Regions from separate parts of the Mus musculus genome. Here all the other regions are linked to region 1. The links are chromatin contacts, called in public Hi-C maps. All regions are on one chromosome and are shown on one strand. The core of a region is the stretch at or near the end of the contact, and the rest is flanking DNA. Distances in the headings are between cores, read along the strand shown. Region 1 overlaps Mctp1 (multiple C2 domains, transmembrane 1). Region 2 overlaps Mctp1 (multiple C2 domains, transmembrane 1). Region 3 overlaps Mctp1 (multiple C2 domains, transmembrane 1).

The links. A called contact is a pair of places that touch in the nucleus more often than the background predicts.
Region 2: a contact with region 1 is called in a Hi-C map of bone marrow-derived macrophages, with 3 times the contacts expected there. The contact joins two enhancer-like sites. A contact is called at or near these places in 1 of 39 promoter capture datasets (the C10 cell line), 6 of 484 Hi-C or Micro-C datasets (the C10 cell line, bone marrow-derived macrophages, erythroblasts and 2 more), 2 of 115 datasets of contacts at active chromatin or transcription factors (both in bone marrow-derived macrophages) and 1 of 9 other capture datasets (pancreatic islet).
Region 3: a Hi-C map of bone marrow-derived macrophages shows a contact between it and region 1, with 3 times the contacts expected there. The contact joins two enhancer-like sites. A contact is called at or near these places in 13 of 484 Hi-C or Micro-C datasets (the HPC-5 cell line, bone marrow-derived dendritic cells, bone marrow-derived macrophages and 8 more), 3 of 115 datasets of contacts at active chromatin or transcription factors (the 230-238 cell line, bone marrow-derived dendritic cells and bone marrow-derived macrophages) and 1 of 9 other capture datasets (adipose tissue).

The regions. Positions count from the first base shown.
Region 1 is chr13:76,688,167-76,691,639 of GRCm38.p6, reverse strand. It overlaps Mctp1 (multiple C2 domains, transmembrane 1), which reads right to left. Exons shown (of 21, transcript NM_030174.3): 3 at 3,010-3,152. Among named protein-coding and RNA genes, the nearest start is that of Gm24519, 85 kb to the right of the region's middle. Within about 2 kb of position 1,304, at least 3 of the 459 cell types and tissues checked have an H3K27ac peak or open chromatin away from gene starts, as enhancers often do. A contact at or near this core is called in bone marrow-derived macrophages, where this site is marked.
Region 2 is chr13:76,589,479-76,592,822 of GRCm38.p6, reverse strand. All of the region lies in intron 1 of Mctp1 (multiple C2 domains, transmembrane 1), which reads right to left. Among named protein-coding and RNA genes, the nearest start is that of Gm24519, 13 kb to the left of the region's middle. Within about 2 kb of position 1,397, at least 34 of the 459 cell types and tissues checked have an H3K27ac peak or open chromatin away from gene starts, as enhancers often do. A contact at or near this core is called in bone marrow-derived macrophages, where this site is marked.
Region 3 is chr13:76,564,298-76,567,657 of GRCm38.p6, reverse strand. All of the region lies in intron 1 of Mctp1 (multiple C2 domains, transmembrane 1), which reads right to left. Among named protein-coding and RNA genes, the nearest start is that of Gm24519, 38 kb to the left of the region's middle. Within about 2 kb of position 1,482, at least 4 of the 459 cell types and tissues checked have an H3K27ac peak or open chromatin away from gene starts, as enhancers often do. A contact at or near this core is called in bone marrow-derived macrophages, where this site is marked.

The sequences.
Region 1 (3,473 bases), core at 55-2,554:
GGGGTACACATGGAGGGACACATGGCTCCAGCAGCATATGTAGCAGAGGAAGGCCTTGTTGGACATCACTGGGAGGAGAGGCCCTTGGTCCTGTGAAGGCTCGATGCCACAGTGTAGGAAAATCGGAAGGTAGGAAGGTGGGTGGGTGGGTGGGGGAACACTCTTATAGAAGCAGGGGGAGGGGAGATGGGATAGGGGTGAACTGGGGAAGGGGGGAACTAGGAAAGGTGAAATATAAATAAAGAAAATATCCAATAAATAAATAAATACCTCTCCTAAATTATTTTATATTTATAGAATGAATAACTTGAGTAGATATAGTAAGTTTCTCTATTATACAGTCGATTTCATTTCAAATACTAGTTTCCTGATAGCTTTTTATCCTGTAAGGCTTTCTGTACTTAACATGTACAGTATTCTCCTCTAGTTTTAAGGCTTTGGGGTTTTGTTGTTCTTTAGAGACAGGCCTTTGTAATTGCCCTTGATAGCCTAGAGCTCACTATGTAAACAAATTTGGTCTCAAACTTGCGGTGATCCTCCTGTTCCTGTCTCCCAAGTGCTGCCATGCCCACCCATCCCACTGTCTTGCCTATGGACCTTCCTTTAACCCTCATTTGGACAATGGTAATTTCTTGTCTGGTGAAACATATGGTCTTTGTATTTGGGCTTACTTTCAATATGATTCTTGTTCTTTTTCAGTAGGTGAGGTAGAAGTTTTTGGTTGTGTCATGTGATACAGACTCATACGAGGAAGACACATGATGTTTGGAGAGAATATAAATAGCACCTAGCAGACAGTGAAGTGGTACTTGCATAGCAAGTCTTGCAATGCTTCAATGGTCTCACATCTTTGTTAATCTTTACTTGGTTGAAAGAGGGACAGCAGAGTACTTCTGGTGCACAGGCTGGTTCTGGTTGCTCCCACTGACTTGTGCTGATTTGGCTGTTTCTGCTGGATCTTGCCACCACTGCTATTCTTGTTTGGTATCCCGACAATGAAGATTTGAATCACCCCCAAAGAAGTACTTCTAAACAGGTCCATGTCCCCTTGTCCTTTTTACCATCTTTTCTCCCCCATCTTTAGACAGTGGGTAGAATGGGGTGTTAAAGCATTTAAAACCCTTATTAAAAATAGGTTGATAAAAAAATATCTAACCCTACAAGTAGATTCTTTATCAGGACTCTACAGTGTGATATGTAAAGAGATCTTTGATTGTTTTGAGTCTTGGTTCAAGGCTATATTGAACATTGTGAGCATGGGAGTGTTTAGTCACCAGGAAGGAAATTATTCTGTACCAAGCATTACACAATTCACTTAGCTCATGGCAAGTGGTTTCATATCTAATGCAGAGCTGTCCCAATGCCCACTAGGAGCAAGTTCAAACTATTGTTTGTTTACATGAAGCAGAGAAATTCCAGGAATGTTTCTAAGGCCTAATGATTCCATTAACTTCATTGCAGGTCATATATGGTCCCCTGAGCTAGAAAGGAAGAAGATTCCTCATTATGTACTTGCCAGATCTCATTTATTACAAGGCATGGGCCTTTTTTATACCATTAAAGAGCTTAACTTTCTTTCCTTTTTTATTTTTCTTAATTTTATTTTATTTATTTTATTATTTTAGCTTTTTGCTAAACTACTGGATGCATACTTACTTGTGTGTGTGTGTGTGTGTGTGTGTGTGTGTATGTGTGTGCATATGTGGTGCACATACCCATATATGTATCTGCAGAGGCCAAAGGTTGACATCAGGCAGTATATTCTTTAATTTCTCTCTACTATATGTATGTATACATGTATGTACATATGTATGTGCATAGGTATTTATTCTGTCCATTCACATAAATATAAATATATATATGTGTGTGTATGTATGTATGTATATATATACATATACATATATATATATGTGTATATATATATATGTGAGATATGTTTTTTTTTTCTCCATGGGACCTGAAACTTGATGTTTTGACTAGTTTGGTTTGCCAGTGATCTCTGGAGTTCTGCCTATCTTCATCCCCATGAACCGAGGTTACAAATGCATATAGCCACTTCTGGCTTTTTACGTGGGGGTTGGTGACCTCAGTTAAAGTCATCTTGCTTGAAGAGGAAGTGCTAAGTTTCATTAAAAGCAAAGTAGTCTTGTTGGGCTTTCTTGCTGTTGTTTGTTTCTTAAGTACTTATCTTTATCATCTACTGCCAAAGGAGCCTCAGGAACTTTCTCAGAATAATGGCCTTTAGATACAACCATGGACAGTAGGCCAGAGCTGGTAGGCAGAGAAAATGGGATGTCACTTGTGTTAACAGGTATCAATACTGCTAGATTTTGGTCAGTGCACACATGTGGCATCCTCTATACACATTTCAAGAAGTAAACTGCCAGATCAGTGAGTTCTGCTACTTTGAACTTGAAATCTGAACTAAGATTAAGCACTAGTCTGTGAATCTACTAATTCAACATTAACACAATGCTATCTATTGTTTTGCGCAAAGATGATATACATATATTCATAATATTTGGTTAAATAGAAGCTTTGGACACAACAGGGGAAGTGACATTTTTGTGAAAGGGATTCCGAATTTTGGGAAAACTTTATACTATTGGGTGAATCTATCCTAAGGTGAGAAGAGAAAGCCACAGCCCTCATAACCTGTGGCTCCCACAAGAAAACCATAAATACCACAATTAAACAAACAAACAGAAAAAAAGCCAGAAATGCTGGTTTCCTTCATGCTAGATTATTTGGAAACTTATAATATTTTCACGTGTTCCCAAACTACACTAGGTCAGTTGACAGCACAAATCAGGAGATGAGTTTCAAGTTGTCCTAAATGTCTACCCACAGAAATGTTACAAATCAGTGTCCTCTCCCCTCCATTTCATCTTGGATGAAAACTGTTAGTAGTAGTCACTGGGGAAGAGTCTCTTCAGACACGTGAGAAACAACCATTAACAAAGATTTCTGTGTCAGATTTCTTAGCGGAAAAGTAAAGAAATAGCTCACCTTGATATATAGTGGCTCTCTAAGATGGTCAATGAGCACGCAAGCCTTTTCCTCCCACACAGGATTTAGGTTCTTGTGGATAATTTTGCTTCTAAAAACTTCTTTTCTTCCAATTTTAAACTTCACATACGGATCGCTTGTCCCTGTTGAAGAGACACATGATCTACATCAGCCATGCCTCTCTATGGAATCAAGATACCTGTTCACTGCAACACCAAAGGAATTAAAGAGAAAATGTTAATGGAGATCTATTGCACAGGAAAGGGAGGAAATTTTCTCAAGTACTGAAGTAAGGTCAAATCATCACCATGTTACTACTTTCCCTTCTGAGCACAATCCTTCAAACTTGCCCTGGTCTTTTAGAACAAGGATTGCTTTCATGGTGGCAGAACTGATTTCCATTTGACAACAGTAGTTGAGGACTCTCCTTCCCCTGCATCTTCAAAAGACTGTGCTGTTGTTTA
Region 2 (3,344 bases), core at 148-2,647, 99 kb after region 1:
TTATCTCAAAAAAACAAAAACAAGCAAGCAAATAAAACTAGAGTTTGAGATAGGAGGAGAAAATAAAGAAGTAGGAACTGCAAAGCCTTAGGAGAAGTTAAACTCATTTCGATCCTAGCTGGGGACTGTGTGAACAAGGCCTGACTAGTTAAGATGCCCAAGGATGGAACAAAGCAGAGTCTGACCCATCGCTGGAGAGACAGGAATGTCATGTACAAGAGAAAGCCTGTTGGGTTGGAATTCCAGATGAATGTATACACTCCCAGTGGAAGCAGAGAACCAGAGCCAAACAAAGGGGGACTAGAACACAAGAAAGGAGAGGGACAAGGTATGCATCTCTGCAAGAAATACTGAATGAAGCAGAAATCCATGCACAGAGAACACTCAGTAAGAGCCAGCCACAAAGGCAGAGCCACGGTGGTCCTCAGCTAACCTCAGCTGAACCTACACCTCACCAAGGCAGAGCCAGAGGCAGTACCTACAGCCTGTAAGCCACAGTCTCACAGGCTAACAACTTCAGTCACTACACCTTCTGTGCTAGGCACTGTGCTAGATATATCACATCCATTTCATTAACTTTTTTCATTAACTAATTCCCAAATAATGGATAAAGCAAAATTAGCTCTACATATTTCTAGTCCCAGCTTAAAGGTGCTTTCTTATAGAAGACTATAAGAAGCTGACCACTAGCTTCTCTATCATACCCTGGATTGTCTTGTACTTTGTCATGTGTTGAAAGGACAACATAAACCCATTTGTCTCCATTTAAGGACCAGGCCTGTTTTGAGGGGGAAAAATGGGGCTGTAAAGCACCAGTTCCAGGAACAGACCATAAGTCCCAGAGATTAGGCCATACGACATCAGCTGCAGGGACAGACCATAAAATCCTGAACAAGATCATAAAACCCTCTTGCAAAGAACATCCTGGGGATAACCACAAAAATGGGGAAGTATCTTATCTCAAGATGGGTCATCTGTACTGGGAAGCCCTATCTCAACCTATGGTTAAAACATTCATGACATAGGAATGCAGACCACTGACCACCTGTGACCCCCTAGCACCCACCAATAAAAGTTTACATTACATAATCCTTCAATAGAGTTCCCTGCATGAAGGCCATTTCAAATAATTGTTCACCCCTGCATGCTGGTTGTTTTTGCAGAATAACCACTCTTTGTCTTTGCATACCATCTGAGTCTGGGGTCTTACCTCAGCAATTTTCAGACCATTACAGTGTCACTCAGTTTTCCTTACATTTTGTTATTTTTGAGGATGTATTATGTCCATTCTGAGTTCTACCTGTGACCTCATATTTTCTAGCACATAAGCTCTTGAGTAAACACTTCTGTGCCCTTGAATGCCAGGAGGGGAAGGGCTGAAAAGGAAGTGTGCATGTGAGGTAGAGGCATTGTGGACAAGAGCTTTGCTCTCTGGAAATGTGGCCAATACTGACTAATATTTCTAAAAGCTAGAATAGCAGAATGATGTCACCATGACTATGCAAATAAGCTTTTCTTAAATAAGTCATAACACTGACTAGAGTTTTATTAAAATCTGGCAATGGCAGAGGTGAGGTTATATATTTTACTCCTCTGTTGGGCTCCTAATTCATATGTTAGAAAGCCAGAGAAATGTCAATAAATCCAAGAGATGTTAATATGAAGGCATTCATTATAGTTTTCTGTGTGTGTGTGTGTGTGTGTGTGTGTGTATGTGTGCATGTGTATGTATGTGTATGTGTGTGTTTGTGTATGTGTGTGTGTGTGTTTGTGTGTGTGCGTGTGTATGTATATTCGTGTGCATGTGTGTGTACGTGTATGTGTATGTATGTGTATTTGTGTGTTTGTGTATGTGTGTTTGTGTGTGTGCGTGTGTATGTATATTCGTGTGCATGTGCGTGTACGTGTATGTGTATGTATGTGTATTTGTGTGTTTGTGTATGTGTGTTTGTGTGTGTGTGTGTATACATATGCGTGTGCATGTGCGTGTACGTGTATGTGTATGTATGTGTATGTGTGCTTACTGACAGAACAGCCAGCAGATTGATGCTTTACTTCTGGACTCATCCTTCCCATCCAAGAGTAAACCATCCATGCTGTCCCGACTTCCTAGCAAAAGCAGGATTAAGCAGCGTCCTGTCAGTTCTGTAGGACAATAAGTCCTACCCTACTAATCTTAACTGGATAAACACTCAGGAAAGCAATTACAGACGTTCAAGGAAATACAAACAGGATCCTGTAAGCAACGTTCCAGAAGATCACTCTGCTAGTCAGATTTCCACTGCACACTGCAAGCTTTTTTCTTTTCTTGACTGTCTAACATGAATTGATGGCACCACAGACTGCTAGACTACTGTGTGCTTGAATTATGATCATAGGCAGAGTGCTGAGTACAGATATTGAGGACACATCCTGTTTATTCCATAGAGAGGATTTGCATTCTCACTTTGGGTAGAGAAAGCTAATGTAAAACAAACAAAACAACACAGCAAAACAACATTACTCAAGGTCACAAAGTATGTGTGAACCAGAAGATTGGAAGTATACTTTTCTTCTTCTTCTTCTTCTTCTTCTTCTTCTTCTTCTTCTTCTTCTTCTTCTTCTTCTTCTTCTTCTTCTTCTTCTTCTTCTTCTTCTTCTTCTTCTTCTTCTTCTTCTTCTTCCTGTTGCACTGGAGGTCTACCCAGGGTGTCTAACATTTAGTTACATCCTCAGGTATGTCTGGATTTAAGCCCAGTTTATCTAGTGAGAATGTGAATTGTATTACTGCCCATGCCACATGGATTTCTCATCCTATTAACCCCACTAGGAGGGATCTCACACACAGTCTTTTCTCACCAGTCTAGACTTCTTCTACAGCTAAGTCTCATTTTCAGAAAGACCATGTTAATTCTCTCTAAAGCACCCACACTCCTAGGAACATGACAAAGTCATTCCTTGTCAGTACAACCTCGGTTTCTTCAGGCATTTGTTTTCACTTCATCCTGACTCAAGGCTTAGCTTTCATTGATGCTGATACTTTGAGGATCAGGGCATTCAGGCTTGGCTGCATATCGTTTCTCCTTTTCTGTCCCCCATCTCCCACACATCTGCCATATACACACGATTCTTACCCTGGTTGCTGAGTGGAAACATGGCTGATCACAACATCTACTGCAGGCAGTGCTTTAAGAAGTCTCCTGTAGAATTCTTTCTCTACTCATATCTTCCTAAATGGTTCTACTCACCCTCAAATGCTTTGTCCAAGTTAATGAAAAGACGTCAGTGATATGTGCTGGGCCACAGGATACCAAAGTGTATGCCATGAGTGCTTTCCTGAAAATTTGTACCCTTGATCTCTATTT
Region 3 (3,360 bases), core at 233-2,732, 120 kb after region 1:
GCCAGAACAGTTAAGGACACCACAAGAAAACCCACAGAATCAACTAACTGAATCCATGTGGGCTCACAGAGACTGAAACAACCAGCAGGGAATCTGCATGGGGCTGACCTAGGCCCTCTGCATATATGTTATGGTTGTGTAGCTTGGTTTTCTTGTGGGACCAGTCAAAGTTGGGCTGTCTCTGACTCTTTTGCTTGCCTTTGGGACCTTTTTCCTCCTACTGGGTTGTGTTGACCACCCTTAATAGAAGTGAAGGTACTTAGTCTATTGCAACTTGATATACCTTGTTTAGTTGAAATCCCTCGGAAGCCTGCCCTTTTCTGACCAAGAGGAAGGAATGGGGGGGGGAATAGGGGTAGAAGAGGGAGAAACTGCAGTTGGGTTGTAACCCAGGAGAGAAAGATAAATAAAAAAGTAAAATAAATATTATAGTTTTTTAAAAGATGGCATGTTTTAAAATCATATTTTATAAACATAAATTATGTCTCTACTTTGGCTCATACTGTTTGTTATGATCCTCATCTGCATTATAGAAAATTTTTTTTAAAAGGTAATAAGTATAAATTAGCTTCATTTGCCTGATGCCTCATTTTAAAAAAATTATATACTAGTAACTTTGACAAATGAAGTAGAAGTTGTATTTTATATATATTCTTCACTAATTCTCTAGTTTCTCCTTCTCACTCCTTGGTGTGTTTTTTTTTTTTCTGCCCCCTCTGTACTGCTATTTCATAGTCAGTCTCAGGCTCTGCTTCTTTTGCAAGAAATCAGGAAATCTGAAGCTCTATGTGAGGTGTCTGGGAGGTAAAAACATAGAAGAGACACATCTGAGAATGGCCAATTGCCTATCAGAGGGCACTCTGCTCATTTGTTCTATGGGATTACAAGGTTTATTTGGTCAAATTTTCTTGCTTTCAAAGACCATGTAAAATGTTTTAAAAACACAGTCCCTAATGCTTAGACTGTTTATACTCAGCTCAGCCTAAATGGACATCTGCTTTGTATTCTCATAGTGAAATTCTATCCATGATTACAGGATTAATTACTATCCCTATGTTAGTACTCCTATATCTCTATCTCTACCCCAAATAGGAATTACATCTACATGTACATTGAAACTTACTGGGCCCTCTAAACTGGACATTAAGGATTCAAAATCTACTAATAAACTTAGCTTTATCCAGATGAACTTAGAAACTATAAACTATTTCCTAGACATCTCTATATAAAGGTGTTCCTTGCATCTCAAGCTAGGCCTGGCTGAAATTCTATTTATCAGCACAACTACTCCCCACTTCTCTGCTATAAAGAAACTTATCTTGAACTTCCTTATTTCTATGGAATGCCGAAATCAAATAGACAGAATTAAACCAGAACCCTTCTCTTACAACAGTGATCTAATCAGTCTCCATGGTCCGTACTTTCTATGAGCTATATACCTCTAACTCTCGTGACTCACTTTAGGTCCTTGATACTTCCCCATATGTAATTTCCTCCATGAATGACTACAGTTTTTACAAACAGGTCTGATATTTTATGATGATCCTCTAGAGATGACATCAATGTCTTCCCCTTCCCTTTGAAACCAAGCTGAACTTTGATTCTATTCTGACTAAGGTTGACAGAAACACTGCCACATGTTTCTCAGGGCATGATCTTACAATGTTCTGCAACTACTACCTTGTTCACTGAAATGACCTTTATGGAGAATCCCAGAGACTAGAGAATGTAAGAGGTACTCTAGACAGGACATCAGGAGCTTTCCTAGCTTGTCCCACAACATTCATTCTCCAGGCTCCATCTAAATTCAATTGTATGGAAAACAATGAGCGAGGGCTTTCTGGGCAAAGCTTTCACATACTCCTAATTCCCAAGATTAAGAGCAAAGTGTAATGGTAGCTTTGAGAGTCTAAATTACAGGTTATTTGTTACAGAGCAGTAGGCCTAAAGCAGAGGTGAGGTCTACTGTAACAGAAAACTAGGGAACTTAGAAAATTTTGGGACAGGCAGTGAGGGGGGCATGCAAAGACTTTCCACAAGTGCCAGAGATGTTAGCAGGACTTTGTTGTAGGTTCCCAACGATTACCGGGGCTCAAAAGAAAGTAATAAAAAGCTCAGGACACTGGAAGGAAAGGGCTCCTCATTATATCTGGCAACACTCTTTAGTGGGAACATGTAACATAGACATTTACCTAAAGAGGACACTTTTATGTTTGTTTCTGGATTCTTTTTTTTTTTCTGTCTATTGTGGAAAAAGAAAAGAAAAAACTTGAGCTATAAAGCAGGTTGCTGGGTCTAAAACACAAAGAGACAGTTCTTTACTGCTAGCCTCTTCAGACAACAAACTATTCTTAACAGCAAAAACAGCCTTAAGCCAAAGATTTCAACCAATCGTTATTGAGGCTTTTTACTAAGATTTTCAGAAAAGTCTAAGCCAGTGTCTCTTCTAATTATTCGCATTGGCAAGGGACTACCGACCTCCCTAAGATGCTTAGGAATAAGTGTCACAAACCCTCTTGCTTAAACCCTTGAGTATCTAAGTAACTTGACAATCTCAATCCTGAGATCAGTAAAGTAGAAAAGGACTCATTGTAAGGGTGTTGGTGGGTGGAGACTTAGAGAAACACCACTAAATATTTTAGAAAATGTTTAAGAAATAGTTAAATGTTTCTCTTTTTTTTTCCTAGTTAAATGTTTCTTAAATAACGAAAATGTTAAGGAGTCAAGTGCAAGAACCATCATATTATATTAAGGAGGAAACAAAACAAAATGGAAAAACATACAGTGTTCTCTTAGTGAGGAGGCTGAGAAGGACATTTAGGGGCACACTTAGGGATGTTGAGCTCATGGCCTTTATATGTGGAATGTAAAGGCTGACTCAAAGGCTAATGCTTAGGAGTCAGAACTTTGGGGATAGCAGCTCCCCGTGCATGTCCTGCTCCTGGGAGCTGGGGATGGAAGAGGACTGATTGGTAATATCACTCATGGTCAGTTCTTTAGAAGCTGGACTTAGCATCCTGTACCTAAGGAGCCTTAGATCATAAATTTTAAAATAGTAGAGTTTGCCAACTGAGGTTTGGTGTATGAGAAGTGTTAAGTTATAGTTGCTCTGTTAATTATAGAAGATATAATTTCTAAAGATGGGCACCAAAAATGTCTCCAATATCATGTATTTTTCTCATAATGTGACTGACTCATTCTGTCAAAAGTTATCTGTATTCCTTTTCTCTAAAGGAGGAGTCATGATTGTCACTATAGCAAAATGATACCATTTGAATTTGAAGCTAGTTCCAAAGGCTGGTACAGTCTCCACCTGGTTCTCCTGAGGGCTGTTTTTAGAATTCAGCTGCTGTGCCACAG